Linked DNA regions of Mus musculus: region 2 is linked to region 1. A link is a contact called in public Hi-C data. All regions are on one chromosome and are shown on one strand. The core of a region is the stretch at or near the end of the contact, and the rest is flanking DNA. Distances in the headings are between cores, read along the strand shown. Region 1 has its middle 84 kb from the start of Pah. Region 2 has its middle 59 kb from the start of Washc3.

Region 1 (3,178 bases), core at 235-2,734:
TTAAATATTAACCAGGGAGTAGGAGGCCTGCGTTGGGGGACACCCCTCAGCAATGACTCCTGTGAATATTAAGAGAAAGTATCCTTTCTTCTCATCACAAGTTTAACCAAGTCTGTCAAACTCCGCTGTGACATGTTTCCTCTGAACATTTAGGCTGAATTTTGTTTTCTCAATTATGAAGCTATCTCAGAAAACATACTTTGGGGGAATCTATACACAATGATTTGATAAATTCATATTTAGTCTCTATAATAGTGTTTGGCATCATTATGAACCTTGGGGCTGGAGAAATGGCTCAGCACTTATGAGCACTCTCTGATTTTGCAAAGGACCTAGTTGGGTCCCAACACCCACTTAGTGGGTCCCAACTATACAGCTCCAATTTTGGCAGATCTGATGGCCCCTTCTGGCTTCCACGGGCTTCTGCATGCACATGATACACATAAACATAGGCAGGCACATATGCATACATATAAAAACTACTTAACAACAAAAAGTAATTTCATCATAGTAATTCTAATTAGGGGAGATTTGATATAAAAGCACAGCAGCTGAGAGAGAGAAGGGGGGGAGAGAGGCACACAATATATAATTATGTCAGGTAACAAGAAAAGGAAGAAAGGGAAAGGTATGGAGGGGAAAATACCAAAAGGATGCTCTTCATATCGACCTCGAGCAGGGATGACTGAAGAACCGACCTCGAGCAGGGATGACTGAAGAACCGAGATGAGATTTGAGTAGACAGTCATAGGAAAGGAAGGGCATGACCAATGTAGATGTCTGAGAAAAGAACATTCTGCATAAAGGAAGCTGCTGGACCCAGTGTCCACTGAGGCTGGCTGTTTTGTATCCCACACACATCATGGATGCTTGCTGAATTAATGAATACAGGTGTTTTCCCTGACATTTGAGAAAATTGGGTTTTCTTAGTATTAAGTTATGGGTCCAGGGCCACCCAGCAAGCAAAGAAGCAGAGCTGAAAGGTGAGCCCTACTCATGATTTTTATTCGGATCTCATACTCTTCCAATCGTTACTCATTTTTAGGAGGCATCAGGAACTCCCACAGTTGATTTATATCTGATCTCTGCTTCCTCCAATCTCAGACTCCTTCCTCCAGCCCTGTACACTTAATAGCAGCTATAAGTTCTAGAATTTAATGCAAATCCTACCAGACAACTTGGTATCAGTGGCCCAATTCTCAGAAAAAAATTGGAGAACTCAAATATTTCTACATGTGGAAGCACTTGGAAGAATTGAACTATTCTTTAATGTGTTGTGGGTAAGGCCATCCTGCCTCTGACATTCTGCTGCCGCCGAATTCATTTCTGTCTTTGTGAGGAGTAATTGATTTGGGGTGAGGGGTGTCAGGTTTGCCCTCCCTGAAGAAGAAAATGTGCAGAATGGAAAGGCAGCCATTCCCCAGAGCTGGCCACCGCCTCCTTAGCAACAACAGCCCGTGTACACACTTACACGCAAACACTGCACCAAAACAAGCAGAGGTCACTGTCTGTGGGCACTTCCAAGAATGATCTCAATTTTTCATAAAACAATGTTTATAAATTAGATGGAGCCCCAGAGCAGTCCGGGAATAGAAATAACCATTTTTACGAGGCTTCCTGCCATTACATTATTGCTTGTTTGCTTGGAATGAGCAAAATACAGTGTGCAGTCGACCTCTTCCTGAGCCAAGCAAAGATCTTCTTACAAAGCCCCCAGGCAAGTAAGCCTCAGTTGGGATATGTCCTGGGTACCAACAGGGATGTTCATTCTGGCTCCTTTGACTGCAATCATCATAGCTCCAGGTCCTATTGTCCCCTTTACCTTTCCTTTCCAGCCCCTCACAAATTCCCGAGTTAGCACAAGCAAAACCGAGGTGATTTTTAAATGTCGAGTGAAGTTGAACCTACTGCAGGATTGAATCAACACGATGAGTGAATAGTCTGACTCCAGCACAGATCTGCACACCTTTTTACGTTCCTGAGTCCCTGCTACATGGAAGGCTCTCTGATACATGGAAGGACACTGAAGGCATGGCTACATTTTCCTACCCAACTCCCTATTCTTACAGCTTTTCCTTATTTCCCTAGAGCCATTTATGCTGCTTGCTGTAGCCTTTGACAAAGGATGATTTTAGCCTTCATCCCATATCACTCTTTCCACCCATAATCCCTCCCACCATCCCAGTCCCCTGAATACATCGCTGACATGCTCTCTTCCACCTTCCATTTCCCGTGTGTGCACACCTTACTGGCAGATTGCAGATTTGTACTGTAACCTAGATTACATTCGGATATTGCTGGAGGCAAAGGGATTGAGGACTCTTGGTTCACCGGATCAAAGTGAGAGCAGATATCCCCAAACAAAACAAAACAAGATCTAGCATTGTGATGATCACCACTGTGTAGGCACAGAGTATCTGGAAAAGAAAGGGATGTTCCAGTTTGCTTTCTATGGCTGTGATTAAAGGTCATGGCCAAAAGCTACTTGGGGAGGAAAAGGTTTATTTAACTTTACATCTTACAGTCCATTATGAGGGGTAGTCAGGGCAGAAATTTAAGGCAGAATCCAGAAGGCAGGAACTGAAGCAGAGGCCAGAGACAAGTGCTACTGACTGACTGTACTATATACTACTGAATCCCCAGAGAGTATCCGGAGAGGACCTGCAGAGACTACTGGCTAAGATTGTTTTTAAAAACTTGGTCCTACCCTAAGCAGGGTTCTAGAGACTTAATTCACCTTATTCTCTGCCATATTTGTCATCTCCAATGTTCTTTTTGCTCCACACCCCTCAGCCTGTAATACCCTGAATATTACGTAGTAGCAGTGCTCAGATAAACATGGGGGTCTTCATGGAACAAGCGACTACAAGTAGGAAAACTGGATGTCTTCCTTTTCATAAGTGACTCCTGCTGGTGCCTCATGGAAGAATATATACTTGAATTTGTAAGGCTCATTCATGTTCACAGCCTTGAGATAACTTGGTCTGGGTTATGGCTTTTATGTAAGGTTGATGCACAGTTTTTGACAAGATAATTTTTTCGTTTCTTCATCTCTAGGGGGGAATGCTGTTGGGCTATGATGTTTTTATTCCCAGTTGCGACATTCCAGTATTTGATCCTAAACATGTTATCTTAATTAGAAGATTGCAGCCCTGGCCTGAACCCTGAAACATGGCAA
Region 2 (3,178 bases), core at 444-2,943, 650 kb after region 1:
CTGTAGCTCAGGTTGGTCTTGAACTCATAACAGTCCTCTTTTCTCAGTTCCTAAATACTGGGATGAACAGGCTGTAGCAGCAGATGAGTGTTTACTGCTGCTTTTAAAGGGGGCAATCCCTAAAGTGCTGTCTTTACTCCACACTGACTTTTAAACTTTGCAATAGTAAATCCAGATCCTTAAGACCTACAAAATGTTGGCATCGTTTAAGCAACTTCGTTGTTCATCCCTATATTCCTGGAGTTTATCGTTAGTAAAATGAACTAAGCCTGAAGGTTTGGGGAGACTTCTTCTTGGTTTTAGTTCACCATCAAGACAAAGTTAAAACACACAGTCTGTTTTCTCATTCTTCTGAGGTATTTGTTAATATATAGCCATATTCTTCTAGAAGGGTATTCAAGTCTATATAGGAGAAGCATATATTTCTATAAATATATGGTTGTCTCCCTTTGACTTTCTCCGTAGATAGTTGAATTTGATAGGAAAGAAATAGACTCCAAGAGTTTCTTTGATTATATATATATATATATATATATATATAAGCCATTTTGGAATGGGGACAGCAGATGAGTAAGAGGTAGCTGCTAGACTTTCCCAGTATCATGGCGGATTCGCCACCGGAGGAATCAGGTTTTAATAAGGCTTACAAGATTAGGTTTTAGTTGTTGCACCCAGAGATTGAGTTACCATTGTTTCTGAAAAAATATTATTAATATTCATAATTATTTTCAGCTTGTTGGAATATGCAGCTCAGTTAAATCAGTAAAGCACCAACAGGCATAACACCAAACTCTGTAGAATTAATTTAGTAACGAGAAATGTAAGGGCTATTTCAGGGTCAGAAAGGTGTCTAAGTCAGAGAAGGGTTTTCTGTGCAAGTATAAGGTCCTTCATTCAGAACCCAGAACTCCCATACGACAGAGCCCAGCATGGTGGTGCATGCTTGCTATCCCAGCATGGTGGTGCATGCTTGCTATCCCAGTTCTGAGTCGGGATTCTTGGGGCTCCCTGTCCAGCTAACCTGGGCTACTTTGCCAGATCCAGGTCAATAAGAGACTGAGAGACCCTATCACATACAAAAAACAGAAACAAGATAAACCAACAACAAAAATAGAGAGTACTGAAGGCTACCTCTGGCCTCTGCACAGACACGCACACACACACACACACACACACACACACATATCCACACAAACATACACATAAAGGCACACATACGTACACAGACACATATATACAAACACATTTTGCCCACCCTCCTAAAAAAAAAAAACTCTATTTACAGATAAAGTGAAAAAACATCTTGAACACAAAACTTCTAAAGCACAGGTGGATGTCATCTATAACACTGGCATAAAAGGGCTGAGTTTAATTTATTTTCCCTCCTTTTATCTGTCCTAATAATTATAATTTGAGAGCAGAGCTTTCAATGTTGACTGTAATTATTGGGCCAAAGAGGTTGCAGTTGACAAGGTTACAAAATTCAGCATGGAAGGGGGAAAAAAGAGAGAGAAAGAAAGAGAAGGAGAGAGACAAAGTCAAACTAAGTCTCTCCTCTTGAAGGGACATCGTGAGAAGGAACAGCTTGTTCGCACAGTGACGTCATCGCTGCCGAGACAGTGTGCGAACTGCTCAACGTGAGAGCCCTTCCGTTTCATCTGCAATATAACGCTGGTGACAGGTATTCAAGAACTGCATGTTCTTCCAAAAGGTTCACTGTCTACTGAGTACTCTCAGCCCATCCGTACACATAAAGTGCTCCCAACTGTTTTGAAGCACAGCAGACCCTCTGTGTGACAGGCACGCCTCGGGTTGTAATTCTCCCTTTTGGATTTCAAAGTCATAACTTAACTTCTGGATTTTTTTTTTCTTTTTGCTTGCTTACATTTCAAAGACAGTGGATAAGCCCTTGCTTTTTTAAAAACAAAACAAAACAAAAAACAAACAAACAAAAAAAACAAAGCCCATTGGTATTTAAAAACAAGCTCACTTCCTAAAGGCAAAGAGCTTTGCAGAATGAAGTAAAATACTTTACGTGGTATCTCAGACTCTTGCTAAGTTTATTTTCATTGTATGTATAATCAGTTCCATTTGGTTTCACATCCTTGAGGCAATGTCACATTCTATGAAGTGCTGGCACACACCAAGTTTGTGGACTCACAGGAGTTTGTTGATATAAACCTGGAAAGTTCATAAAACTAGAACAAATTAGGCTAAAAGTCAATCTGATGGTCAACCCAGGACGTTTCTTCTAGCTCAGAAGAGAAAAACTTGGGAGCCTAACTGTTGAATCCAGGAATCCCTTCCTGACAGTTTCCTGCTGTTCACCATCCTGAAAGCAAACCAATCCTTCAAGCACCATCTCTTGAGACTTGGCCATTGTTATTTGGTGTTCTAACAGATGTTGGCTCCAGGCTCTTTGCAGGAGAGCAGTATTTAGCAATAACTTCTTTAGAAAGGGTGAGTCCATCTGAATATGTCAGACAACAACTTGCCTGATGTGAAAGTTATTAATACAAGCACTCCCACTTTGTCCGTCTGCTTTTTAATGACCAAAAGTAATGAGCCTTTTTAAGACTTGTGTTTCACCGTTTTTTTTTTTTATAACATGCAAACCGTACAGAACATTGTGACCATTAAAGCAAGCTTGCAACTACACTAATCTCCATGGAAATGCTGGAATGCAGATAAACAACCCCAGACAATAGGGAAGAATGAACTAGCCTGTTTATTAGTCTTTGAATGTCTCCCTCGTGTTCACGTGAGCAAGTTCCCTACAAGGAAAAAAAAAAGTGAGAAAAAGCAGGGAGGGGTACTGTTTTATTATGGAAATAGAAAATAACATTGCCTTTCAGCAGTTCTGCCAATACAATGGAAATATAAGCCATGTATCTTATTTAAAATTTAGTATTATCCAAATACTAAAATAAAAAGAAATATTTAAATTTCACTTCAATATTTTTAATCTACCCTAGCATTCCAACATACCACCAGTAAGAATATAGGAGTATCTGACATTAATTTTCTCATATTGTCTTTGATATTGGCGATGTTCTCCTGTATCTCAGCTGGCCTGCAACTTCCTCTATAGCTGAAGACACTCGTAGACTCTTGTCTCCAGATCCCTAGTCCTGGAATTATATCGGTATGCCATTCATCCCAATTGTATAAGGTACTG

Evidence for each region. A called contact is a pair of places that touch in the nucleus more often than the background predicts.
Region 2: a Hi-C map of uterus shows a contact between it and region 1, with 6 times the contacts expected there. The contact joins two enhancer-like sites. A contact is called at or near these places in 1 of 15 datasets of contacts at CTCF or cohesin (the NIH/3T3 cell line), 2 of 484 Hi-C or Micro-C datasets (bone marrow-derived macrophages and uterus) and 1 of 9 other capture datasets (embryonic stem cells).

What each region holds. Positions count from the first base shown.
Region 1 is chr10:87,604,212-87,607,389 of GRCm38.p6, forward strand. No RefSeq gene overlaps it. Among named protein-coding and RNA genes, the nearest start is that of Pah, 84 kb to the left of the region's middle. Within about 2 kb of position 1,485, at least 4 of the 459 cell types and tissues checked have an H3K27ac peak or open chromatin away from gene starts, as enhancers often do. A contact at or near this core is called in uterus, where this site is marked.
Region 2 is chr10:88,258,873-88,262,050 of GRCm38.p6, forward strand. It overlaps a transcript of Washc3 not described here. Among named protein-coding and RNA genes, the nearest start is that of Washc3, 59 kb to the left of the region's middle. Within about 2 kb of position 1,694, at least 6 of the 459 cell types and tissues checked have an H3K27ac peak or open chromatin away from gene starts, as enhancers often do. A contact at or near this core is called in uterus, where this site is marked.